Linked DNA regions of Sus scrofa: region 2 is linked to region 1. The links are chromatin contacts, called in public Hi-C maps. All regions are on one chromosome and are shown on one strand. The core of a region is the stretch at or near the end of the contact, and the rest is flanking DNA. Distances in the headings are between cores, read along the strand shown.

Region 1 (7,073 bases), core at 3,427-5,926:
AATCACCCCCGGTCCCGAAAGAGTGGAGCGAAGTTATTTGAACCTGCCTGCTTCCTCCCCCACCCCCTCCCACCCCCTCCCACCCCCCACCTTCGTCTTCCTCTGAGCGAGGAGGCATCTCCCGCGGGGCTGAGCCCGGAGGTTGGGGATTCAGGTAGAGAATGACGTCACAGCTGGTGGGCTGACCCAGGCAGGTGGGCACTTCGATGGCATCCGTGGCCAACGCGATCTGAGTCACAGAGATTGGGTGGCTCCTCTGGGGTGCTGCAGATTTCCTGTGACACAGATGTTCAGAGAGAGGCGCCCACTGGGCATCTCGGAAATCATATCGCCTCCTGTTTTTCGGAGCACGTGCTTTTGACCCCGCAGGGGAGTTATTGTGGAGCCCACTTTAGAGACACTGAGGTTATCTGGTAGTAAGTAGCAGCATCCGGGGTCTCCTCCGGGTGGGTTTGTGCCCCCAGACTCATAAACCCGGTGGCGTTTCCAGAACGCCACCCGGGGTTGGGGGGGGGGGCAGGGGGGAGTTTAGATGCCCCTCAGACCGCTGCTCTCCCGGAGAGCTCATTTAAAAAGGGTAAGGGAGCTCCTTTCTTGCAGAGAGCTTGGGTCCTTCCAGTTCCAGACTGAGGGGCAGGGTAGGAGTTTAACCAGCACTGATCCTGTTTCTGTCTTTCCTTCTCAGATTCCCTCTGTTCCTCTACAACCTAATGATTTTTATTTTTGACTTCATTTCTGCATATGCAATTCTTAGAATACTCCCTGCCCCAACCCCCATTTATGGCTCTGACCTCACACTTTCTCTGTGTTTAGCCAAGGCAGGCCCGCTTCTGCAGACTTCTGGTGGCCCAAAGAAAGGGGCCTAAACTACCCATCAGGAGGCCAGAGCCTCTATATTTTGCTTGTGGGCACAGTGAAAAGTTTATTTTATGCATGTTAAATCCTGCATCCACAATAACGTATCTTGTCATATGGCTTTCATTAGCTCCCAATTTTGCACATTTTATTCAACTTGTCATGAGTACCCGGCTTGTGCTTCAGCTAGACTCCTTCAAACAAGCCTTCCATTTTTATGTCTGAGGCATCTTTCCTCCTGTTTTTTTTTTTTTCCCCTGACTTGCTAACACTCCCCCCTCCGTCCCCAAAACATCGTGACCAACTTAACTCCTCTTTCAGGAAATGTTCACTTCTTTCCATTAATCTCATGTTCTCTTTGTAACAATTTAGAAATCATAGGACTTGAAGTTCTGATAAAGAAGAATGATGTATGAGTTTTTTGGTTTTTTTTTTTTTTTGTATTTTTGTTTGTTGTTTGTTTTTTTTTTTACTAGTTAGTTTGGGATTCTAAAGACTTGGGAAAGACACTTAGAAGGTTCACCAGCAGAGAATGACTGTTTCCAAAGTTCTTAGTGATAAATGATTTATGAAGCCGGCATTCAGTTTCAAGATGTAAAGTAATAGTGCAAGTGGGCTGGGGGCGGAGATCATCCCTCAGAGATATACATCGTTTCCTATTTTTTCCTCCACGAAATAGCTTATTTCAAAAAGGAAAATCAGAACCTGTAGGGAGAGCCCTGCGAATTTTTTTCCCCTGTCAGCAACAATAAAATACTTTGTCAATAGAGGCAACTTCATGGAGAAGTTTTATGGGAAGACACAGAACTGAGCCTGACAAGAGGGAGAAACTGACGTGCTTGATGTGCGAGTGGTCAAAGTTGAAAGCTGGTCCCTCAGTGAGCGCTCGCTGTTGGGTTGCAGGATTTTTCTAAAGGGTCGTCTAGTCAGTCAGAGGTTTCCCTGGCTCCGTGATCACCCAGGAGTGTCACAGCAGCCGAGAAAGGCTTTCCATTAGATAATGAGTTATGAAATATGTCTCACACTGGAAAAACCAGTCATCTGCTGATGTCATTCTGCTTCCAACCAATCCCAAACAAAGCCCCAGCCCTCCCTGCTTGACTGGTACCAATGTGTGACTGTACAAATAAGTAGTACAGTATAAAAATTCTCAGTGCCAATGCCATGAAGAGGAACTCCGAAGGCACTTGCCACATGATACAAGAGTCTGCTGGTGAAAGAGAGAGGACCGGAAAGGTAATGCTTTTTAATGCTTACTGCTGTGCTCTTTACACGTGCCTAGCCAGAAGGGTGAGCAGGAATTTTTACAACTTATTGGCATTTCCATGCATATTTGATGATCTGTGCCTTTGTAGGTCTTCCAGCGAGTTAAAACAGCTTTTAATAGCAGAGCATGCAAAGCGAGTATGTGTTTCTCCAACCCAGTCAGCACCTCCTTGCGAGTACCTGTGCCAGGAGAAGGCTCATTTTTAAGTTACCTTCACAAACAGAAGATTCGGGGAACGCACACAAACTCAAATACAGGGAGAATCTAAATAGTGATCAGTTGCACTTAGCTCGGTGAAGCTGGATGAGGGCTCTCAACTTGTTTGGAGCCATTCAACTTTTAGTTCTATTTCAGAGTCTCTTGTAAAACTTAATTGGACTACAAAAGCTTTGGGCACTGTCTGTGTGACGCCAAATAGGTAGATTATGTTAAGTAATCTATTTCAAAGATGTTTTATTAAGCAATTATTGACACAGATGCCCCCCCCCTTCCCCATTCTCTTTCGCCATCCCCCACTAAGAAACTAAATTAGACTCTTTAGGGAATGTTGACAAAGTCTTCACAATAATAGCAGAGGAATTGACGTTTCTGGAGGTAAAATCCCAAAGGTGGCTGGTAACAGAGGGATTGCTGCAGTCAGTTGCTTTAGAAAAGGGGGACAGGGTATCCAATTAAGAGAAGCATCCTTACCTGTGCGAGCTGTAATTTTAACTCAGCATCACACTTGTCTCACCCGCATCCCCTTGCCTTCAGAGGGGATGCTTGTAAATAAGGGTATTTATTAACTTTTCCCACCCAAAATGCATTGCTTAACTGTAATGCTCTGAACACACTAGGTGTCAGATATAAGCCGACTGTATCTACAGAAACTGAGAGGGCTTATGTGTGGGAAAGAAACCGAGAGGGAGGGAAAGCTTTAACAGATGGACCTCTTAAAGATACTTCTGCAAGATAAAAGCAATAAGACAGAAAATGAAAAAAAAGGGGGGGAGAGAATTAAAAAAAACTCAGAGAGGCATTGTTTAAACATTCACATTTTTCTTTTTGCTGTGAACACTGAAATCCGTGATGATTTCATCTTGTGCTGTTCCTTGGAGAGAAAAAGAAGCCGTCAGGGGGCCAGTCCATGAGCAGACTGGTCTGGAATGGGGATGGGGGTAGGGGCCAGGCTGAACAAACTACCACATGACAGAGAAAGTCATTTGCCCATATATTTTAGCGATTCTTTCCCCCTAGGACCAGTTATTCAAGTCACGGGAGCGCACTCTTTATATAAAATAATGTGGGAAAGGCCAACTGACTTGTGCGTTTTATCTGTGCAGTCAGTCAGGGCCAGCGGTGGTAAGCTGTCATCTGTGCGTGTGTGTGCAGGGCAGAAGGGGCACGGCTAAGAGAGGGTGCAGAGCTGCACATGACAGGAGCGTGGACCACGCTGCCTGCCAGCCCGCCTGCCTGTGGATCTTCCAATGCCCGGCTGCATTTTTGCATTTGGGGAAAAGTAGAGTCTGTGACATGACCCCAAACAAAAGTTCTCTGATCTCTGATCGCCCGCCAGCGTGGACGGCCCTGAACACTGAACTATGAATGAAGGGCGGGGGAGGGGGGCGGGGGGGGGCGCTCTGCAGGATTCCCTCAGCCCAGGAGGATGGGCTGGCCCCTCTTCCCAAGCCCTCCATCACCTGTCCGCCCCCTCCGGGGACCCTGAACCCCACCTTCCCGCCGGGGGTGTCCGAACCCCTGAGTCGGTGGCTCGGCAGGTGGAGGGGCGCTGGGCCAGGCTGGTTCCGGCGGGTCCTCTCGGTGGATTGATTGAGATAGGGCGTCTGTGTCTGGGCTTTGCTTCCCCCCCCCCCCGCCAAAAAAAAAAAAAAAAAAAAGAGGAAGAAGGTGAAGCAAGGGGACTGGGCAGAGAAAGCAAGGGAGGGAAAGGAGAAGTGGCCCAAAATCAGGAGCGTTTCCTCGCGGAGGGGAAGCAGACCTCGGGCGGCGGGTGGTGTGTGCAGAGAGGTGTGTGCGAGGGAGCCGCGAGCAGCAGGCGAGCAGCCCGTCAGAGCGGGCGGTCCCTCCCCTTCCTAATCTCAGCCTTTACTCGCAGCGCGGCTCCCTCCCTCTCCCATTCACTCACTCACTCGGGGCCAATCGCTCCCTCTCTCCCCCTCTCCCCCCCCCTCCCTCCCCGTCTCTCTTCCCTCCCATCCTCTCTCTGTCTCTGTCTCCCCCCCCCCGTCTCTCCCCCCTCCCTCCCTCCCTCCCTCCCTCTCTCTTACTCTCCTCCCTGACAGCCACAAACCTACAGCCCCGACTGCATCCAGAGAGGGAACCTGCAAACAAACTTCACAGCAAACTTTTTGTTCTTGTTCCAGAGAATTGACTGAAGAGGAGACAGGAAACAAACAAACAAAAACAAACAAACAAACCAACCAAAACACACACACACACACCAAAACCCCAAAAAGGAAAGAGAGAGAGAAAAAAAAAAAAGCAAAAAAAAAAAAAAAAAAAAAAAAAAAAAAAAAAAACCCGTGCGTGAGGGGGAGGAAGAGCGGAGCCTTTTAAAAGGGCCGTCACCACAACTTTGGCTGCCAGGATGCCCTTGCTTTGGCTGAGAGGATTTTTGTTGGCGAGTTGCTGGATTATAGTGAGGAGTTCCCCCACCCCAGGATCCGGGGGGCACAGCGCAGCCCCGGACTGCCCGTCCTGTGCGCTGGCCACCCTCCCAAAGGATGTACCCAACTCTCAGCCGGAGATGGTGGAAGCCGTCAAGAAGCACATTTTAAACATGCTGCACTTGAAGAAGAGACCCGATGTCACCCAGCCGGTACCCAAGGCGGCGCTTCTGAACGCGATCAGAAAGCTTCATGTGGGCAAAGTGGGGGAGAACGGGTACGTGGAGCTGGAGGACGACATCGGGAGGAGGGCGGAAATGAATGAACTCATGGAGCAGACCTCGGAGATCATCACCTTCGCGGAAGCAGGTGGGTGCTGGCCTGGGGGGCGGGGTGGGGGGCACGGGTCTCCGACCGCGCGGGGGGAACCTGCCGCCCTCCAGCTGCACCCGCCCGGGAAGGTCGTGCGTTCGCCGGGCGCGGGAGCGGGCCGGCCGGGGGGCGACCAGGGGCGGACCGGGAGGGAACCTCCCGGAGCCGGGAGCCCAGGCAGAGCCCCGGCCGGCGGCGGCAGGGAGGGGGTCGGCGTACACTTGCTCCGCTCGGCCGGTCGCGCCGAGGAAGCGCTCGGCCGATCCCGGAGCAGGAAGCCGGCGGGAGAGAGGCTCCCTTGCCCTGCCCGGGAGAGCAGAGCAGGGCGGCGAGAGGAAAGCCGGGCAGTTTCGGGGGGCTGGGGGGGGCGGGAGGCTTCCGGACCCCATCCGAAGTTTCTACCCGGGGGCGGGGGAGGGGGCGGCGAGCGCGGGATTGGGGTGGAAGGGCACGGAGGAAGTCCTTGTCGCCCAAGCAGCCCTTTTTCTTTAAAAGTCCAATCAGGGGCCACCTTCCAGAAGCGGGGCATCTGCATTAGTGACAGTCGTGTTTACCTTTGGCAACTCGGCTTCGAAGGAGCACAGGCATCACGTTTTAGGCAGGGACGAGCGAGAGCGACGTGGGGGTGGGGGTGGGGGTGGGGGTGGGGGCACATGACATTGAACCGGCAGGCAGTTGCTTTTTGGAACACTGACTTTTGCTCTCGGAACCAAAAAAAAAAAAAAAAAAAAAAAGGAAAAGAAAGAGTTTTGTTCTCTGTAAAGTTACTAAGAGCTCTCTGCCAAGGAATGCAACCTTGACAAAGTGCTCCAGATACTACACGGAGCTCTCACTCAATCCTTAAGAGGAAGAACTTTAATAAATAGATTCTAATCGTTGGCTCAGGACCACACGAACCTGTTGCTGAAGAAAAAAATACCTGTCAAGCGGGAGGGCTGGAGACCCGGGGCCAGGTCATTTTTACAGTTATGTGACCCGGATCCTTTTGCCTGCCTACAAGCTGGGCAAGTCCAGGCACACAGATGTGTTAATTCCATGTTACTTTCATGGTAATGCCAGGCTACAGAATGGTATCCCTTGCCAAATCCATTTGAAAGGAATGCCATTGTTTTGTTTGGTAGAGCATATGGCCAGTAAAGTGTGTGCCGGGACTCCCAGCATTGCTGTTTAAAAGTTTGCCGCAGCAGTATAAACAATTAAGGCAACACTCAGAATTTCCAATCCTGAAAACCTGTTGACTCAGATGTTATGTGCTCAAGAAAACCGTGCGAGACCTGGGCATCCTCTTGAAGGGAGCAGATAGCCTGCTGGCTTGCTGGCTTCTCCTCCTCGGCAAAGCCCTGATGTCCTAAGGGCGGTTCTAGCTGTCTCACCAGAAGCTTCTTTCCTTTCGAGAAAGGTCTGACTACTTTCTTCCTCTAAACCTTTTTTTTTTTTTTTTTTTTAATGAAGCCCCAAAGGCCCTGATACTTTTGACTTTATCTTTTGAAGCGTATGGAGGGGAAAGGCAGGGTGGAGCTTTCGAGTGGCTACCCAGATTTGCTCAGTCTTTGCCGGGGTCCTGAGCAGCAAGTGGATTCCAGTGGTTGGGGGGCTGTTCCCACTCTTGCCACAAAGGGACCCTGTACAGGTTTTTATACACCAGTTGCCACACAGCACGGCCTTAATTGCAGCTCTTCCTCAACTGGCTTTACCCACATCATATGACTAAGTAGACTTATGCCCCTGGCCCCTTTGAATTCTATCCCTGATACCAGCACTGGGCCCCCGGATCTGACTTTGACTCGGATAGCGAATCACTCGCTCCCTTGGCATTGAGAATTTTGCCATGGAAGAATCTGACCTTTCCCATTCTTTCTCACGTATGGCCTCGTCTCATGCCAGTCTTTCCCTCAGTCTTGTCCTTTTTTTTTTAAACTCCTCTGGTAGGTGTTTGGTTGGAAAGAAATTGAGCTGCTTTTTGAAAAGGTGGA
Region 2 (6,543 bases), core at 1,352-3,851, 160 kb after region 1:
ACACACACACACACACACACACACACACACAATTTTCAGATTCTTTTCCATTATAGGTTATTATAAAACATTGACTAGAATTCCCTACGGTACACAGTAGGTCCTGTTGTTTATCTATTTTGTATATGGTTAGTGTGTATCTGTTCATCCCATACTCCTAATTTATCCCTCCCCATTTTCTCCTAGGGTAATCATAAATTCATTTTTTTTTTTTTGCCTTTTTCTAGGGCTGCACCCTCGGCATATGAAGGTTCCCAGGCTAGGGGTCGAATCAGAGCTGCAGTTTCTGGCCTATACCACAGCCACAGCAACGCCAGATCTGAGCTGCATCTGCGACCTACACTGCAGCTCATGAGAATACCAGATACTTAACTCACTGAGCAGGGGCAGGGATAGAACCAGCAATGTCATGGATTCTACTTGAGTTTGTAACCTGCTAAGCCACAGTGGGAACTCTTGTTCCTGTTTTGTAAATAATTTCATTTGCATTATTTTTTAAGATTCCATGTACAGATCGTCAAATTTATCTTTGACTTTGTTCACTTAGTGTGATAATCTCTAGATCCATCCATGCTGCTATAAATGGCATATTCTCTCATTCTTTTTTATGGCTGAGTGGTCTTCCACTGAGAATATGTACCACATCCTCTTTATCCATTCGTCTCTCAATGGACACCTAGGTTGCTTCCATGTCTTGGCTATTGTGATTAGTACGAAAGCTGTCACTATTTACAGAGAGAGCATTGCTATGAGCCCAGTACTATTCCAGATCATTCTGGGGGGTTCTCCATCTGCAGAATCTTTGGAGAGAAGCCGTGGTTGGGAGGTCTCACCGTCATTCATCTTGCAGTGGGCACCACTGTGAATACGGTTGGAAGGGGCTGCACAGGTAAAGAGACGCCTCCTCTCTCCCCAGGGCATTCTTTCAGAGACGACCTTCTGATTTTTCTCGCCTCATTTGCTCAGCCCTTGAGACTGCTCTGTGACTTCCCTTTGTGACATCCTCTGCTTCTGTGTGGCACTGTGAGGGCAAGGAACATTTGTAATGTAATCAGAGGAGGACCCAGCAAAGACATTAAAGGAATATAAACCAGCTAAATGAACCTAATCAGAGGAGAGAGACGGATGCACTGACACATGATCAACTGCTGAGAAGCAGCATTAGAGGTTTTGGAGGGAGAGGATCTGGTCTTGCACCTGCTGATTTTGAATTACATATAAGCGATGTCTCTTTCCTCCTGTGTCCTATAAGCTGTGATGCTTCTTCTTCTTCTCACATCCCTCTTCTTCTGAAATGAAAGAACTCGGGCCCTGGGGTAAATACCATTTTTAAGTGGTATTCAAGAGGCTTTACTATAGGCTTTAGCTAATTTTGCCACAACTCCAGCTTCGTGTCAGTACAAACCTGTTCTCAAGATTGTGCCTTCCTTCCTCGCCCCCTCCTTTCCTTCCATCCTTCCTAGTCCTTGTCACACTTTCTTGAGCTGATACAATGAGGTTTCCATGTGAACGTGAGAAAATCCTTGGGAGCTCAGCGTGTCAAGCAGTGCCCACTTAAGACTTCAAAGGCTCTTGGATTTCTTTTGCCATGCTCACCTCGTAAAGTTTGGGAAGAAGGCTCCTGGGAGGGAAGTATTCACCAGAAATGTAACAAAAATGTTTTCTGTTACTCTTAAAGGGAGCATACAATTTTCTCTGCCTCTCATGGGAGAGCTTTTATCCGTCCTGAAGAGATTGTAAAGGGGATTGTTGGGGAGCAAGCTCCAAACCTAAATGTATACAAAGCCAAAACCCTGACCACTAGCAGCGGCTGTGCCCTTGATTAGAATGTGAAGTTGGCCAGATGCCACCACAGGGTTCAACTCCTCTCCTTAGAGGGCCCCAACTGGACAAGATTCCCAAAATCCTGTTTACCTCTCCCTGCCAGAGCCACTCGCAAGATAAGGTAAAAAAAAAAAAAAGCCGAAGATCCGGTCTTTAGAAAGGGCTAAGAATAGCAGGGAAAGTAATATTTGTTAAGGGCAACCAACCCATATTCAATATGTGATAAGCTCTATATTCGCGTAAATTAACCTTCATTAGATGTAGGATGGGTGTTGCCATCCCAGTTGAAGCAGACAAGGAAGCTTCTGGACTGAGAGGTTACATGCTCACCTAGGACACCACGCTGGTGAGGCGGAGGCATGGACTGAACCGTGTGTCGGCACTGCCTGCCTCCACTCAACGTCAGGCGTTATCTTGTCCAGGGCTCCGCATGTGAGTGCAGGACTTGAAGCTGTGGATGGCCAGGCACAAAAATGCCTGATCCCTGGGCTCTGGGAAGGCTGAGCCCCCCGTTTTGGTCCCTATCTAACAGGATGCGGGGGCACAGATATTTAAAATCAGCAGCTGGTTTTAGACACTGTCACCACATGGCTGCGGGATTGAGCTCTTCCTTCCATGTATCATTTTCTCCGTTTTTTCCTCTCTTCTTTTTTGGTTTGTCTGGGAGTGTGTGTGTGGGCACTTATACAATCACACGCCTACGCGGGGCTGCAATCATAATCTACCAACTAGCCTGGTCCAGGCATCTACCGTGGAAGCCCACTCTGACTGACCTTGGCCCATCTGGGGACTGGCATCCTGTTCAGGGATCCCACTGGGGACGTCAGCTCTGCTTTTGTGGCTCTGACACAGCCTGTGCAGAATTTAACAGCTGATAAACAGGAGCTTCTCAGCAGGCTCTGCCATCTAATTAGACCTTTTCTTTCTGATAACGCTGAAAACGATAGAGCCCAATCAGGAGAGACTTTCAGATCTCAGGAGTCTGTGATATTGTGACCTGTGCTATCAAAAAGGGCTTAAGGGCTCTGGTGGGGATGGAAGCCAGAGCCTCGGAGGTCACTTCACACCCAGCATCTTTAAAGGTGAACGGGAGGAGGGAGGCGGCACCTCCGGAGCCCGTGGTCCCCTCCTTTCTGATCCCCGGCAAGAGCAGCACCACGAACGGGCCTAAGAGATGTAGTAAATCTGCTTTCAATGCCCGCAAAGTAAACAGATTCATCTGAAGTACAATTATGGAAAAATACGAGTTTGACTTTTAGATGATCAGTAATTTGGAAACCATTCCAAAGTGATTCACTGTAATTCACCAGACTATACTACCACTCAGTGCGCTTGAAAATCTAAATACTGATCTTGGAAAGGGAGAGGGATGCTGAAAAAATAACCCCCGAAAGCAGAAAATCAGTATGTTTAAGGACATGAACTTAAAATATCCTTATGACAAAAACACCCATAAACTCAATGAAACAATAAATGCAACAGAAAAAAAATATTGGCAGCAGATATGGCAAGAGCTGCTATTTCACTTACACAAAGATATTTTTAATAAATCAAGTACTTAACACAAATTCTAGTAGAATTGAGTAAAATACATGAATAAATGATACACCAAACAAAAAATACAAATATGGAGTTCCCGTCGTGGCGCAGTGGTTAACGAATCCGACTAGGAACCATGAGGTTGCGGGTTCGGTCCCTGCCCTTGCTCAGTGGGTTAATGATCCGGCGTTGCCGTGAGCTGTGGTGTAGGTTGCAGACACGGCTCGGATCCCGCGTTGCTGTGGCTCTGGCGTAGGCCGGTAGCTACAGCTCCGATTCGACCCCTAGCCTGGGAATCTCCATATGCCGCGGGAGCGGCCCAAGAAATAGCAACAACAACAACAACAAAAGACAAAAAGACAAAAAAAAAAAAAATACAAATGTTTTACAAATAGGCAACAACTTCAAATGCATCATTAGTGACAAAAACACAAATAAAACTACAATGAGATTTCTCCCGTATGAGCATCGAGAATATTTTTTCTTTCTACAGCTGCGTCTGTGGCATCTGGAAGTTCCTAGGCTAGGGGCTGAATTTTGCCACAGCCACAGCAACGCGGGATCCGAGCCACATCTTCCACCTATGCCTCAGCCTGTGGCAATGCCGGATTCTGAACCCGCTGAGTGAGGCCAGGGATCGAACCCACATCCTCACAGAGACAACATTGGGTCCTTAACCCACTGAGCCACAACGAGAACTCCTGGAATTGTTTGTAATGACGTTGTTCATGCTATCAAGAGGGCCTTGCATTGACAACCCTCATACCAGCTGGTGGGAATTCAGTGTAAATCTTGGGAAGGCATTTTGGCAACACGTAATATACAACTTTAACAAACTACTCCTAGACCCATTGTCTTTCTGGAAAGCTCTTCTAAGAAATAATGCAGGAAACATTTACATGCAAAGCTGTTCTTTAGAAAATTATTTATAATAGAAAAAATGGAAACTTCAAAATCTAACATACAGAGAATGGTTAAATAAACGGTGAGTCTTCACGATGACATGTAGAGCTCCCATCAAAGACGGAATGTTTTTTGGGGCCTGCCCACAGCATGCAGGAGTTCCTGGGTCAGGGGTGGAACTTGAGCCACAGCAGTGACAACACAACCCTTAACCCACTGAGACACCAGGGAACTCCCACAGATGGATTTTTTTTTTTTTTTCTTTTTAGGGCCACACCAGCAGCATATAGATGTTCCAAGGCTAGGGGTCAAATCAGAGATGCAGCTGCTGGCTTACCCCGCAGCCACAGCAACGCAGGATCTAAGTTGTGTCTGTTGTTGCCATAGCTCATGGCAACACCGGAACGTAACTCACTGAGCAAGGCCAGGGATCAAACCCGCATCTTCATGGAAGCTAGTCGGGTTCATTACTGCTGAGTCACAATGAGAACTGCCCACAGATGGAATTTTTAAAGGACATTGACTAAGATGGACAAAACACGTATGCTGTGTTAAGAGAACGTATGATGTATAAATCGAATAAATATAGTGTATTTTATTTTCTATCAAAGGCCTACAGTCCAAATTTTATATTTAAAAACTTTCTATGAAATCAAAGATGAGTAGAATTGCAAAATATATAACTGCACTCATCACTCTGGATTTGGTAACCCACTCTCTGTAATGATTCAACAGATCCAAGAGGAATGCAAATTACTGCGCTAAGATGAAAAATAAAATAAAATACAATAAATAATGCTGGCAGATGAAATTTGCTCCTGCAGGATTTTCTTTTTTTTTTGGGGGGGGGTAGAAAGTCTGAAGCCTCTATAAGTGTGTGGTTATGTCCTGAGTGTGTGTGTGTGTGTGTGTGTGTGTGTGTGCGCGTGTGTAGAGGGGTGTGGAGTTGCAGGTGACTGCCAGCTGCTGATATGTTATTGGCATAGCTGAAGCAGGGGCACCTTGTTCAAGACGAGGAGAGAGAACTGCCAGTGGCATAAAGGGGTGTCTCCTATCTGTCCTCCGTAACGTGCTCCTGAAGAGCGTGAGAGATGAGTCTCTCAATGCTGACCATCGTTTTCTGGATCGTGCTGGGCTACGAGGGCAACACATGCCCTGAGCCTTTCTCCTTCTGAGAAAAAAGCAGGCTGTCCACAAACATCGCTTTAACTTTCATCCAAAATATTTAACCACCCAAGAGATCTGACAACACAGTTCCAACACCAATTGCCCTGGTACTGTCTTTTATACCCAGCGGTCAGCTGCTCCTATCACCTTCTCTTTGAAGTTAAAAATATGCTGGATTGGAAGATTATCTAAAGACAAGAAAAATAAATATGTGATTGCTTATTTGAGGTGAAACAATACACTTGTTAAGACTGGCGTCACATTTCCTATTTGAATCTCTGTTCTGTTGCTTATTTACCTTGGTTAAGTTGCTTAGTTTCCCAAAGCCTCAAATTTCTTGTAAATCAAGTTAGCAACCTGCCTCATAGGGCTGTTGTGAAGACTGAATGAGATGGTGTGTGGAAATCACTTCACACATGGGGAGAGCTCAGTAAATATTAGCTATAACTATAAACGTTGTAAACATTGGATAACATCAAATACTTATTTGAGACCTTGGTATTTTGCAGGCATTATGCCACGGGCCAAAGATACAACAATATGTTCTTTTGCTCAACAGATGTTTGTTGAGCACTCACTATGCAGCAGACACGTTCTGGGAGGGTTGGGATGCATTAGGGAATGAAATAAACAAAGATCCCTGTCCTTGTGAAGGGGACACAGCATTAACACTGAACATACAGCATAACAGAAGGATGTGAGAGGGTGCTGAGTATTATCAGACAAGGAAAAGAGGGCTGGGGGAGTTATTCTTTAGCCAGGGGGAAAACTATAATCAGATAGAGGTTTTAGAAGGTGGGTTCTAGTGAGGGGAAACTATGGGTTTGAAAGTGAGATCTCTTAAGAGGTGATGGAATAACCCAAATGAACCAAAACAGCAGCAGAGAGGTTGGAGGGAGGCAACTTATTCAAAAGAACCCTTTGCTTGTTTGTTTATTTACTTTTTTTTTTTTATTTAGTCTTTTCAGGGCTGTACCTGATCCATGTGGAAGTTTCCAGGCTAGAGATCAAATCAGAGTTGTAGCTGTCGGCATACACCACAGCCACAGCAACACACGATCTGAGCCAGATCTGTAACCTACACCACAGCTCATGGCAATGCCGGATCCT

What was found. A called contact is a pair of places that touch in the nucleus more often than the background predicts.
Region 2: a contact with region 1 is called in a Hi-C map of fetal heart ventricle, with 2.3 times the contacts expected there. The contact joins the enhancer-like site here to the promoter of INHBA in region 1. A contact is called at or near these places in 1 of 5 promoter capture datasets (liver) and 5 of 47 Hi-C or Micro-C datasets (fetal heart ventricle, liver and skeletal muscle).

Annotation. Positions count from the first base shown.
Region 1 is chr18:52,885,008-52,892,080 of Sscrofa11.1, forward strand. INHBA (inhibin beta A subunit) reads left to right here and starts at 4,677. Exons shown (of 6, transcript NM_214028.1-2): 1 at 4,677-5,097. The coding sequence starts at 4,710.
Region 2 is chr18:53,043,325-53,049,867 of Sscrofa11.1, forward strand. No RefSeq gene overlaps it. Among named protein-coding and RNA genes, the nearest start is that of INHBA, 160 kb to the left of the region's middle. Within about 2 kb of position 2,602, at least 2 of the 83 cell types and tissues checked have an H3K27ac peak or open chromatin away from gene starts, as enhancers often do.